Regions from separate parts of the Mus musculus genome. Here region 1 is linked to region 2. Evidence: chromatin contacts called from public Micro-C data. All regions are on one chromosome and are shown on one strand. The core of a region is the stretch at or near the end of the contact, and the rest is flanking DNA. Distances in the headings are between cores, read along the strand shown.

Region 1 (5,219 bases), core at 1,671-4,170, 52 kb before region 2:
AACCAACGGTTAACATAAAACCCAAGCTGGCGTCCCAGTACGTCAGACAATACTGGCCAGAGGCAGTTACATTCCTTACTTAGATTGTCACAGACACTTTGAGAGGCACACGTTCAAATCTCCACATTAAGAGTGAAGAAGAGATGACATTACTCAGCTGCAGAGCCAATTGTCACATGCAACCCTGTGCACACTAGTTCTCATCTACATGAGACAGAGACGTCTCTCATGTAAGAGGCCAAATCTTTTAAATTCAGACTCCATTCTAGAGACCTAAAGTTTGAACTCAGGTAAACTAACAGGCTGGTACCTAGCATTCGTTTCCAAGTTGCCCCCCAGCAAAACCAGAGCCTAGCTCCAGTCTCCAGGCTAATCCCCAAGAAGACCAGCATCTCCAGGTTATTCCCCTGCAACAAACCTGCACCCCCAGATAACAAGCCTGCCATCTGCCTAACGACCACCAATGCAGCGGAAAGCAGAAGTTAAGTTTATGATATGACTCCCAGCACCAGCCAATTATGTTGAAGGTCACAATAGCTTTCCAATTCGATGCTTACTATAAAGCCTTGCCCCACGATGATGGTGTACAGGGAGATGGGTTGATTAGGTTAGCTCGAATAAAGACTCTGCTGTGAGTTGCATCAGATGGGCTCCTATCTTGGGATAGGAGATGAAGGGGGATCAAACACTTCCTTGGCACTACAAATGCAGAACCTAAGGAGAAAGTCTGAAGATGGACCAACATCTTTATCTGGCTGACAGTGGAGAGGACCTCATAGCCAGGGCTGGGACCTCCAGGTTTCCACATCTCAATGTGAACAGTTCTGAGCTTTGTCACACTGTTCTCCCATCTTAACCAAAGCCTGTGTTCCCCCATGAGTCCACTAACAGGAGTCAGAGGCCAAGCAGGCAGGAGGCAACAGGGGCAATATGATTGTTTTCTTAACTCTCTCCAACGCCCTGGGTACAGTCATTTTAGCTCAAGCCTGAAGGGCGTTTTCTGAAAAAAAGAAAGTGCCTTTTCAGCACTCCCAGTGTCTGATTTCAAACCCTGCCCTCCCCGCCTGCGCTGGCACTGCCTAGACTTCACTCACTTCCCACAAGTCTTAGTCAGCCATATGACCAGGGTAAAGGGATAGGTCTGTTGCACAAGGCCTGCTCTTGTTTTCCTTCAAGCCCCCAAAAGACAGTTTAAGAGAGTTTATGAGCAAGAAGCAAGACCTCTAACAACTCTCCAAAAGAAAATCTGTTCATCCCTTAAGAGGCACTGGAGGAGAGAAAATGGATTATGTAACAATGAGATGCTATGGGGGCTTTTTCATACAGGCAAACAGCCCATACCTCAGGGCTAACACCAGGGCAGAGCACCCGGCAGAATTCTGGCCGCCCCGTCAACTTATTAAGAGCAGTTATACATGGTGGGATTACTTTTCACTCCATTCTAAATATGCAAACTCTAAGAGTTTAAAAACTAAAAGCAGCTCACACAAAACTCAAGTGATTTCACTTGAAGCAAGAGGGCATATTGGCACTTTGAAGGACATTAAAATCCATGTTCCTACAATCTCATAGTATTTACAATGGTGTTGGCTGCCACTCCGCTTCCAGAAAGATAAGGTTTTGCTCTGGTCACCTTTTTGGATGAGTTCTAAGCTACCCAAACTAGAATCTGTGGTCAGAAATCTCAAGTCCAAATCAAAGTTCATTTATTTTTATTTAAACAAAAAAGTCTTGCCCATATCAACAATGGGGTTAGTAAACTGAGGCACGTTGGGATTGCTTCTCTGAGTCACAGATGAAAAGAGTCAATTTCAAAGAATTTGGGAATAGGTGGGTGATAAGGGGACTATGTCACACTCTAATCAATGGAACACTATTGTCAGATTACTTTTTATAAGTAAAACCACGATTTCTTTTTCTTCTAATCTGGATTATCACATAAATTTGATTGAGGAATGCTATGCCTAAACCAATAAAAGATGTTTTATGGAATTAAACATCTTACAAAGAAAGATAGGGAAATTATAGCTCTTTGCTTGAGGAAGTACAGTCCTGAGCCTTAATAAGGTTCCCCTTTTGCAAGACTCTTGAGTTGACTTTATTTGCCTCGTGAAAGGAATGTTGTAAAGAATGTCTATATAGCCTCCGTTATCGATAACACAAGATTTTTTTCAATCCACAGAATGGAAAATACAGTTCATGGTTTGTTCCATTCAAGTCCAGGGATTAAAAATCAAGGTCAAAGATAAACAGTTTTTTTTTTGCAGTGGAACACAAAACCAACCATTGCCACAGAATAAGGAAGAAAGTGAAAAGAGGAGAGAGAGAGAGAGAGAGAGAGAGAGAGAGAGAGAGAGGTTTCATAAGACTGAGTTTCCACCCCATCCCTACACATCTACAGGAGGGAACCAACTCTGGCAGAATTCAGCTAGAAGTGGGCCAACAAAACTCAATAACAACCTGCAGAACTGGGGTCCATGAAAGGAAAGGTCCTCACGTGAAGAACGGCTCCTAACCCATATCATATGTGGTTTCCGTCTCATGAATCATAATCTGCCCTTCTGTCACCTCAGTGATTCATGCACAGAATCGGAGATGCAATGAGCTGTCCCCACCTTGGGACACTGGTTCATTCCCCCAGGTTGGAAAATGAGCATCATCTCCAACAGGCTCCATCTCACCCACCTCAGCCCTCCATGCCCCCGAGGCCCTGACGAGACTGGGTGCTCCCATCACCAACAGTAGCTCTCTATTCCTGGACCCTGCCTCTGCTTACTTGGCTCTGACAGCCACAAGCAAAGCACTTACATTTTTGCCAGAGCATGGCTTGTGACAGGATGTTGCCTTTTCTCTTTGAAGCAGACAGTTTGGCTTCTTTAATGTGACTGGGCGTGCTTTCCTCCCGTGGAACCACCGTTTACTCTGAGGCTGTTTCTTCAGCTTTTTAAAGGCCCGAGTTCCCGCTGAGAGGGGCCACGTCATCACATCCTCCTACCTCAGGCAGAGCTGTACTTTTTTTTCTTCAGCAACACCGCCTGTCAACCCACTGTGTGCACCCCCAAGGCCCCCACTGGCTGGAGAGTGCTTGAGACACAGGGCCAGCCAATTGGGACTAACCACCATACAGCACAGGAGGCCAAGGCCATTTGCACACAGCCACGGTGTTATGCCACATAGGAGGAGCATGAGAGTCTGTATGAACGCAAAAGGGTGGACCATGAGGTCAAGGATCAGCGCTCCTTGAGCGATGAGGGGTCCAAAGGATAATACAGACAACACCGAGCTTTCTCTGGCACTCACATACAGTTCCACACTATCAGGCCATTTACAGGACTGACCTTACCATTGGTCCCAGCTCGACGGGAAATGCGATTCCCAGGGGTCACTATTCTCACCATGGGAGGAAACACCTGCCCTCTCTTCAAGCCTCACTAACCAGCCTCCTCGTTCTCGGTGTTGCTTTTCTGTTTATTCCACTTTAAAATGTAACGGCTCCTCCCCTGGCCCCAGTCCCTGGCAAAATGGCGGCATGTAATATTGTTTAAATATAGGGGTCCCTGTTTCAGACGGTTGGTTATGTACACAGAAAGGGGGAACCGACTCGCTCAAAGAAGAAACAGAGACACTCAGGCTTCTTAACTGAAGCTGATTTCCCAAAGGTGACTTAATGGATTTAGGAGTACCAGCTTATCATAATCCTAGGACCCCAACACGGCTAATGGAAAGCCTCTCAAAGAAAGAGTAATGGATTCCCCATCCGCAGTACATACAGTATGGGGCTACATTCTGCCACTGTGTGTCTGAAACAGACTCATAGGCTCCATTCCAGTGACCCAGTTACTCTCAGGTCAAGATCATATGGTTATACCCCCGGGGTAGTCCAGAGTCCTTGCTGGTTTGCCTTCCATGGTGCCTCAGAGTGATCTAATGCATTCTGGGTCTGATCCTTCATTCTCCAGTGTTAAAAGCCTTGCCCTAAAGGACTACAGCTCAGTAAGGTAGCACTTGACTGGAATGGGTAAGCCTGAGGTTCACACTCCAGTACCACCCTTTAGCCACAGAGCTGAGACACTAAAGCCTTTCACAGTGAGCCAGTTGCAAGCTCTTTTTTTTTTTTTTTTTTTTTTTTTGGTTCCGAAACAGGGTTTCTCTGTGTAGCCCTGGCTGTCCTGGAACTCACTCTGTAGACCAGGCTGGCCTCGAACTCAGAAATCCACCTGTCTCTGCCTCCCGAGTGCTGGGATTAAAGGCATGTGCCACCACGCCCGGACGTTTTTTTTTTTTAACTTATTGGCCTCACCTGCTGGTACTCTCTCCCTGTCTTCCCCATCTGAAGAGAAACCCAACCCCATTTCTTTCATCAAGGTCCTACCAATAACGCCATGGCAGGCAAAACAATTTTGTGACTCACCCCCTGAACTTCCTGGCCTAGAAATGATCAGTCCCCTTCTCTCTGTTCCTAGGGCATTATGCCCGTTGTTTACATCATGTGTAACTGCCACATGACGCTGTAGGCACCTCATGGAGGCTTTATCTTTGTGCCTATGTAAGACAGAGAGTATGCTAAACCCCCAGTAAAACTTCACCTAATCAAGTTATAAATTACACCTCTAATAGATGGTCTGCTTGAGGAGAGGTCTTGAGGAGAAACACTGGTCACACAACACAATAATCCAACAGAGAAGCCTCACTCCTAGATAGATTATCAGCCCTCACTCCAAACCATCCTAGATCACCATGATGAAGGAAGGGACTTGCTGACCTGCTGCAGGGACGACATACCACAACCTGGACTAGCAGAGCAGGTGGCAGTGTCACAGAGCCTCGGGCTTTACTGGGAAGTGTCCTCCCACCGGGACTGGCTTGCCTGCAGGGGGTGTGAGTTCCCACCAGTGCTCTCCCGATCACTGGCTGTGTTCCCTCAAATATTCCATGCAACTATTCTCATCTCGGTTTCTGAGTTTATGAAATGAACTGGTTCTCCAGATGTCGCAGAGTCCTCAGGAGAAACAGAGGCCCTTCCTATAGCATTGCTCACATTTTGGTTGTCTTATTCTAACACCATGAATTAAGATTTATTTTTTTATTTGTCTCGCCACAGACCCAGCATAATGAGCTCCACAAAGCAATCAAAATAGCGACTTGCTGTGGCAGTGTTCTGCCTCACAGTGATATTATAGATTCAGACAGCGAGGAAATATTTGTAAAATATTAACATG
Region 2 (5,674 bases), core at 2,429-4,928:
CAGTCCTGGCACTACTGCAGACAGCCCCTCTAGGCTGCCTGTTATGATTGTAGGCCCTGCAAGAAACCCTTGGGAAACACCTTCAGCCCCTCCTCTCAACATCCAGCCCCTTCTTTATGCGTGGAGCTGATCTTCCTCTTCCTGTGGCTACCCTTCCTCCACGTGCTTCCCCTCCCAGACTCCTCCCTTCCATTTCTGCACAAAGATTCCTGTATCCGGGTGTTATTTCTAAGTCAGCTTTCCTGCTTGCTCCTGTAGGCCTTACCAGGTGAGTCAGGGTACCCTAAAATGTCAGCCTCCAGGACCTTCAGGACCAACATGCTCAGAAATTTCTGTCTTCACTCCAGTTGCTTGGTCAGAGTGTTTTCAGAATGAAGCAAGGTCCCCTGCCTCTTACTTTGATGCAGTATTTAGACATTGGTAGGTACTCAGACTTTTGGTTTGAATTGGGTGGCCTGGATATCTTGGTTATCTATTTATCTTAGCAGGCATCAAACAAGACCCTTTATTATGTTTCATGATGTTATAGTGCAGAAGTCTGTTCAGGGCTCAACTGGGCAAGCCTTTTCCTCTATTTCATTGATGAAGGTTACCCTGTGGTCTTTGGATGATAGACGGACTAACCTAAGAGTCTAAAGGTATCTTCTATTCACGGCTTCCAAGTGAATAAGGGTGGCTAAAGTCTTGTGTCAGCTAGGAACCCTCTCAAGTGTGACAGTCTCCAGACAATAGGGGTCTTTTACATGGTATATCAAGGCTTCCAGAGAGAATAATCCAAATGAACACTGCAGAGGCTATAAGGTGTCAGAAATCCCAGAATCTCACTTCGAAAGTCACTGAAGACATCCTCCTAAAGTGTTCTCAGGGGCACTAGCCCTAAAAGCAGTGCAGAACAGTTTCCTGGCACTGCATAGCCTAGCCTTGTAAATATAACATTATTGTTACCAACCTACATGTGCTAGGTTGGTTATCACTGTCATACTTTTCTCCAAAGACTCAAACTAATATCCTACCTACCCTTACTCTGACATACTATAGTATCCCTAGTTAGCCCAGTGCCTGGCCTGTCTCTTATTCCCTCAGCTGTCAGCAAGACCTCAGCTTTCCCTCCACTGTCACAAGACCCAAATTTTTTAATACATTTATTTGAGGATGGCTTTAGACTGGAAAAAAAAACCAAAAAACAAAAAACTTGAGTCAGTTCAGGACTGACACAAAGATACCACCACAAGGCAGACAGTTAATGCTCTAGACTTGACGTCTCAAGCCAGGACTTTCCTAAATGGCTCTAGTTGCATGTCCCTCCTGTTATCAAGGGTTGTCACAATGTCACTGTTCTCAGGTTGTCTGAACCATAGAGACTGGATTACCGGTGAGCAGGGCAATCCGTTTCATTTGGTACTGAGTCTCATGAGCACCTAGCAACACTTAATCAGACAGGCTTCAGCAGACTCAAGCCAGCTGCATGCCCCCTGGCTCCAGTCTGGGAATGGCAGGTGTCTGGCAGGGAAGTCCCTGCTCTCAAAGTGGGGACTCTGTGCAGAAGCTAGAAGGTCCCATATGATGTGGGTTCAGAAATCCCAGAATCTCACTTTGTTGGTCATTAATCATTGACGACATCGTCCACACATGATGGAGACATAGACTTTCCTTCTTTTTTTTTTCTTCATAAATATGTTTTGAATTTTATTATGAAGTATTTAAGCCATGCCAGAAGAAGGAATAAACAATATAATAACAGAGTGCCATGCACCCAAATCTAACTTAAATAAATGATTACCATATGAATTCTCAGGGTTCAGAGGAGTTGAGGGAAGAGTTGAGTCTGCCCATTTTCATGAGGGAAGAAAGAAGCCCTGGTGGGGAAGAGGGAAGCCACCTCAGCATTGATGGTGACTGCTCTAGTCATAGAGGGAGCATTGGTCAGGTGCTACAGCTTAGAGGAATGCTCTAAACTGGGAAACAGGATGTGGAGACCACAGCATGATCTTTCTAGTCCCGGTTCAGAGACTCCCCAAATGGCTTGGTCTGAATTAGTCACTAGCTCCTTAGGGATTCTCTAGGCCTTGGGTGTCACGTCCCAACATTTGAGCTATTCATGTCTACCTGTCTCCCACCTTGGCTGTGAACTCCAAGACTATATATACTCTATTGCCTGTATCTCATAAGCATTTGGACAAAGTCAGGTTATTGAGTTGAAGGTGTGGTTTAATCTTTGAAACCTCCATAATTAATGGTCTGGGGACAGAAGAGTTAATGGAAAGGGAAAGGAAAGATGAGTTAAAACTAAGGGACCAAAACAGACCCATCACCCAGACCCCAGGATGCTAACCAATGTCCTTAAAGGGAGTCAAAGCTCCCTGGGGAAATGGCTGATTGAATGAACAGCTACGGCAGGAAAGAGACAAGAAGAGCTTGAGATCTTGTGATGCCAAAAGAGGTAAGAAAGTGCATATGAGCACGAGAGAGAGAGAGAGAGAGAGAGAGAGAGAGAGAGACTGTGGAGTGGGTCAAATGAACTCTCTAGCCAACAAGTGCAGTATGGCAAGGGAGGAATTACAGTGGAGAAAACCTAACAGTCAGATGACCAAGGGCAACGTAAGTGCTGTCATGCCATGTTCAGAGCATTTGTCTTTGTTCCATTATAAAGAAAACATCACTTTATTGGTGTGGTGTTCTAAAAGATAAAAAACACTCCAGACCAATGACGATAGAGATTTCTAGTGAATCCCACCCAGCTAAGGCCTGTTTTACAGAGCACTTGTGTATGTAGATTGCCAAAAGTAAAGAGACTCTCGAGAAACTTTCCCAGTTAAAGGGAGGCAGGGACATGACTAAGTACAATGTTTGACCCTGGAATAGACAAGGCAGTGTGAACATAGTATGGCCATTAGCTAAAGTACTCACCCGGTATCTATAATTACTAGGAGTGGGACACACGGGAACTCTAAGAGGTTCTGCAAATCTGAAATTGTTCTTTAGAAACTAAGCTTATTAAAATACATACTTACTGTCATATTCCAGGAAAAACTTAACTTTGTAGTTAGACCCACAGAAAATCAAAGCTGAGTGAGACAACCCAGGACACCAACAGAAACCTGGGAACTGGTAGTGTTAGGAAATGGCAGAAATGACAGTTGGAAGCCAGGCACTTAAAGGTGGTGCAGGACTTGAATCCCGGCACTCAAGAGGCAGAGTCAGGCGGATCTCTGAGTTCCAGGCCTGCCTGGTCTGCAGAGTGAGTTCCAGGAAGCCAGGGTCACACAGAGAAACCCTGTCTCAAAAATCAAACAAACAGATGGACAGACAGAAGTGATAGTTGGAACCAGGGGAGATACAGTAGGCCTGGCAGTGACCAGCTATCAGACAACTTGAACAAAAAGACAAGGCCCAGCACTAAGCCCCCTTAGGAGCTTCATGCCAGAGAAGGACTATGTGACATAGGTGAGCCTGCAAAATGGTGCTGGGCTAATGTGGAGTAAAACCCAAGGCCGGTTAGTGTGACTATATTTAAATGCGTTCAAAAGAGTGTCTGCTTAAACTTTAAAAAGACATACACACACACACACACACACACACACACACACACACACACACACACACACACACACCTGCTAACAGCATTTTCTCTCCTCCCTCATTCTAGCAGATACCTACACCCCACTGCTTGGTCCATGCCAGCTCACCAATTCCTGCAAGCTCACAGTGCCACCTACTGGCAAGACAAAAAGCAGGCAGGGCGAACGGCTCAGCAACAAAATAGCTGAAAAGAGTCAGGTGCCTATCAAGGGTCTCTCACAGGCTGAGGGACTCTGCAAAGCAGTGGCCCTACAGGAAGCTATCAGCCTGGAGGACAGTGAGCACTTAAATCTAAATTTCCCCCTCAAAAGAGTCTCTACAAGGAGCCTTTACTTCTACACCTCGTAATTCTCTTTCCAGCCCTGACTGCAAAATAGCATCCAGCGATCGATCCTTCTGAGCTTCTAGGACATCCTTTTAAGTATCACCACACCCAGAAAGGAGCCTAGAAAATAGATAATAGGTCGAAATAATGATAGATCAAAAGACCAAAACTGGTTAAGTGAATGGAATTCCCTTGAACTGGGGTCACTTGTCTGGGTGTCAAGTGGGTGATCTCTTCTTAAAAGCAATCAATTGTAAGTTACTTGAAGGGAACATTGATGAATAACACAGGGCAAATCAAAATCCATTTCTGCTTCCTCCTCCTCCTCTTCCTTCTCCTCCTCCTCTTCCTCTTCTTCATCTTCCTCCCCCTCCCTCTCTTTTAAATTAGGCCTCACTGCAATGTGATATATTGAATTTTTCTGAAGGCTTCTAAGCAACCATCCATCACACAGAGCACTGAACCTGATCTGGGTTTACGCTCTTCACGATACTTCTGGTCTTGTGGGCATCAGTGATTTTTCACAGCAGCCATAAAGAAAGCTGGGCAGTATTACCCACTATCACTTTTTATAAGCAATAAAGCAATGGATTATTCCATTTTGAGAGCCTGCTTTTCTCAGCCGCATCCACTGCTCATCTTCTCTGGGGAATCACCTGGTTGCACCAGGGACTCTGGCTGCTTTGCAGTTTCCAGTGACTTCTTGTATGCATGGTCTAGGAGCACTTGAACGGCGTCACCCATCTGTTAAAACTGAATTTCAGTCCAGAATGGGGCTCCGACTTTTTCACTATAAATGAGGGGGAAGAGCTAGATGGCTCCCTAAGGGTTTGTGAGTGTGTGTTGTATTGTGTGTCCTGTAGCAGAGACAAAAACTGTAATCTCTCTACCTTATCTCTCATGGGGTTTGCACCCAGAATGCTTAAAGGAGTCTGACTATTTGGCCTTGTGAAAGGAAAATGCTGGAACAACCCTTGGCTTCACTCTGCCCAATGCTAAGCTTGCTGGCTCATGCTGCTCGGGAGGAAAGGTAGAGGAGAAGAGAAAAGGAGCCATGGAGTTGCATGGTCTGGGCCAAGGCTGCCCAGAGGACCCATATCTCAGATTTCATCCTCATGACTTATTCAGTGACTGACAGCTATCGCTGCCACCAGGCAGAAGCTGTCCTTCCAGAGCCCAGATCACTCTGCCTCTGTTGAACACCATTATCTTGTCTCCTCATGCCTGTCACCCTGTCCATCACTTTGCCTCCCCTATCTCTCCACCTCTGCCTGATACCTTCCTTGGTGCCTCACCTCACCCACCTCCACATCTGCTTTGCTCTCTGCTGCTGTTACCCCTGCCCAGAAGATGAAGGGTCTCTTCTTTGGTAACCTCCCAGAGGTACCGGTCCTCATAGCTGCCTTCTGCTTCATCCTCCAGAGACCCACATGCCTGGTCATAGAGCATCCTCTGGCCTGCCAAGGTGAGATTGCCTGTGCAAAAGGAGAGCCGGACCCACCAGGATGCCCAGAGGGTAGAGGCTTAAATTAAATTTGTACAAAGAAGTTTGGGAGTAAAATTGAGGAGAGGGGAGAGCTGTGAGGAGAGCTAATGACTAATGTCGGGGAAGAGGAGCCCTGGGAAATCACAGGGACCAGCTCTTGGGTGTTAACCCTTTCTGTCACCCCCCCACCCCACCCCATAGGTAGGCCCTGCTCTGTGCCGACACCTGCCCCTTGTCCCCCTGGAACTTTCCTCTCTGGAATGGGTCCCCATACCACCCCTTCC

The links. A called contact is a pair of places that touch in the nucleus more often than the background predicts.
Region 1: a contact with region 2 is called in a Micro-C map of B cells, with 9 times the contacts expected there. The contact joins the promoter of Pou2af1 here to the enhancer-like site in region 2. A contact is called at or near these places in 5 of 39 promoter capture datasets (the 3T3-L1 cell line, the C10 cell line, macrophages and 1 more), 2 of 15 datasets of contacts at CTCF or cohesin (large pre-B cells and pro-B cells), 20 of 484 Hi-C or Micro-C datasets (the 63-12 cell line, B cells, the THB-7 cell line and 12 more), 6 of 115 datasets of contacts at active chromatin or transcription factors (the 230-238 cell line, the SCID.adh cell line, Th17 cells and 3 more) and 2 of 9 other capture datasets (adipose tissue and liver).

The regions. Positions count from the first base shown.
Region 1 is chr9:51,211,391-51,216,609 of GRCm38.p6, reverse strand. It overlaps Pou2af1 (POU domain, class 2, associating factor 1), which reads right to left and starts at 2,920. Exons shown (of 5, transcript NM_011136.2): 1 at 2,809-2,920. The coding sequence starts at 2,824.
Region 2 is chr9:51,159,960-51,165,633 of GRCm38.p6, reverse strand. It overlaps Gm32742, which reads left to right. Exons shown (of 31, transcript XM_017313740.1): 2 at 5,327-5,369; 3 at 5,592-5,674. The coding sequence starts at 5,651. Among named protein-coding and RNA genes, the nearest start is that of Gm32742, 6.0 kb to the left of the region's middle. Within about 2 kb of position 3,678, at least 5 of the 459 cell types and tissues checked have an H3K27ac peak or open chromatin away from gene starts, as enhancers often do. A contact at or near this core is called in the 63-12 cell line, B cells and the SCID.adh cell line, where this site is marked.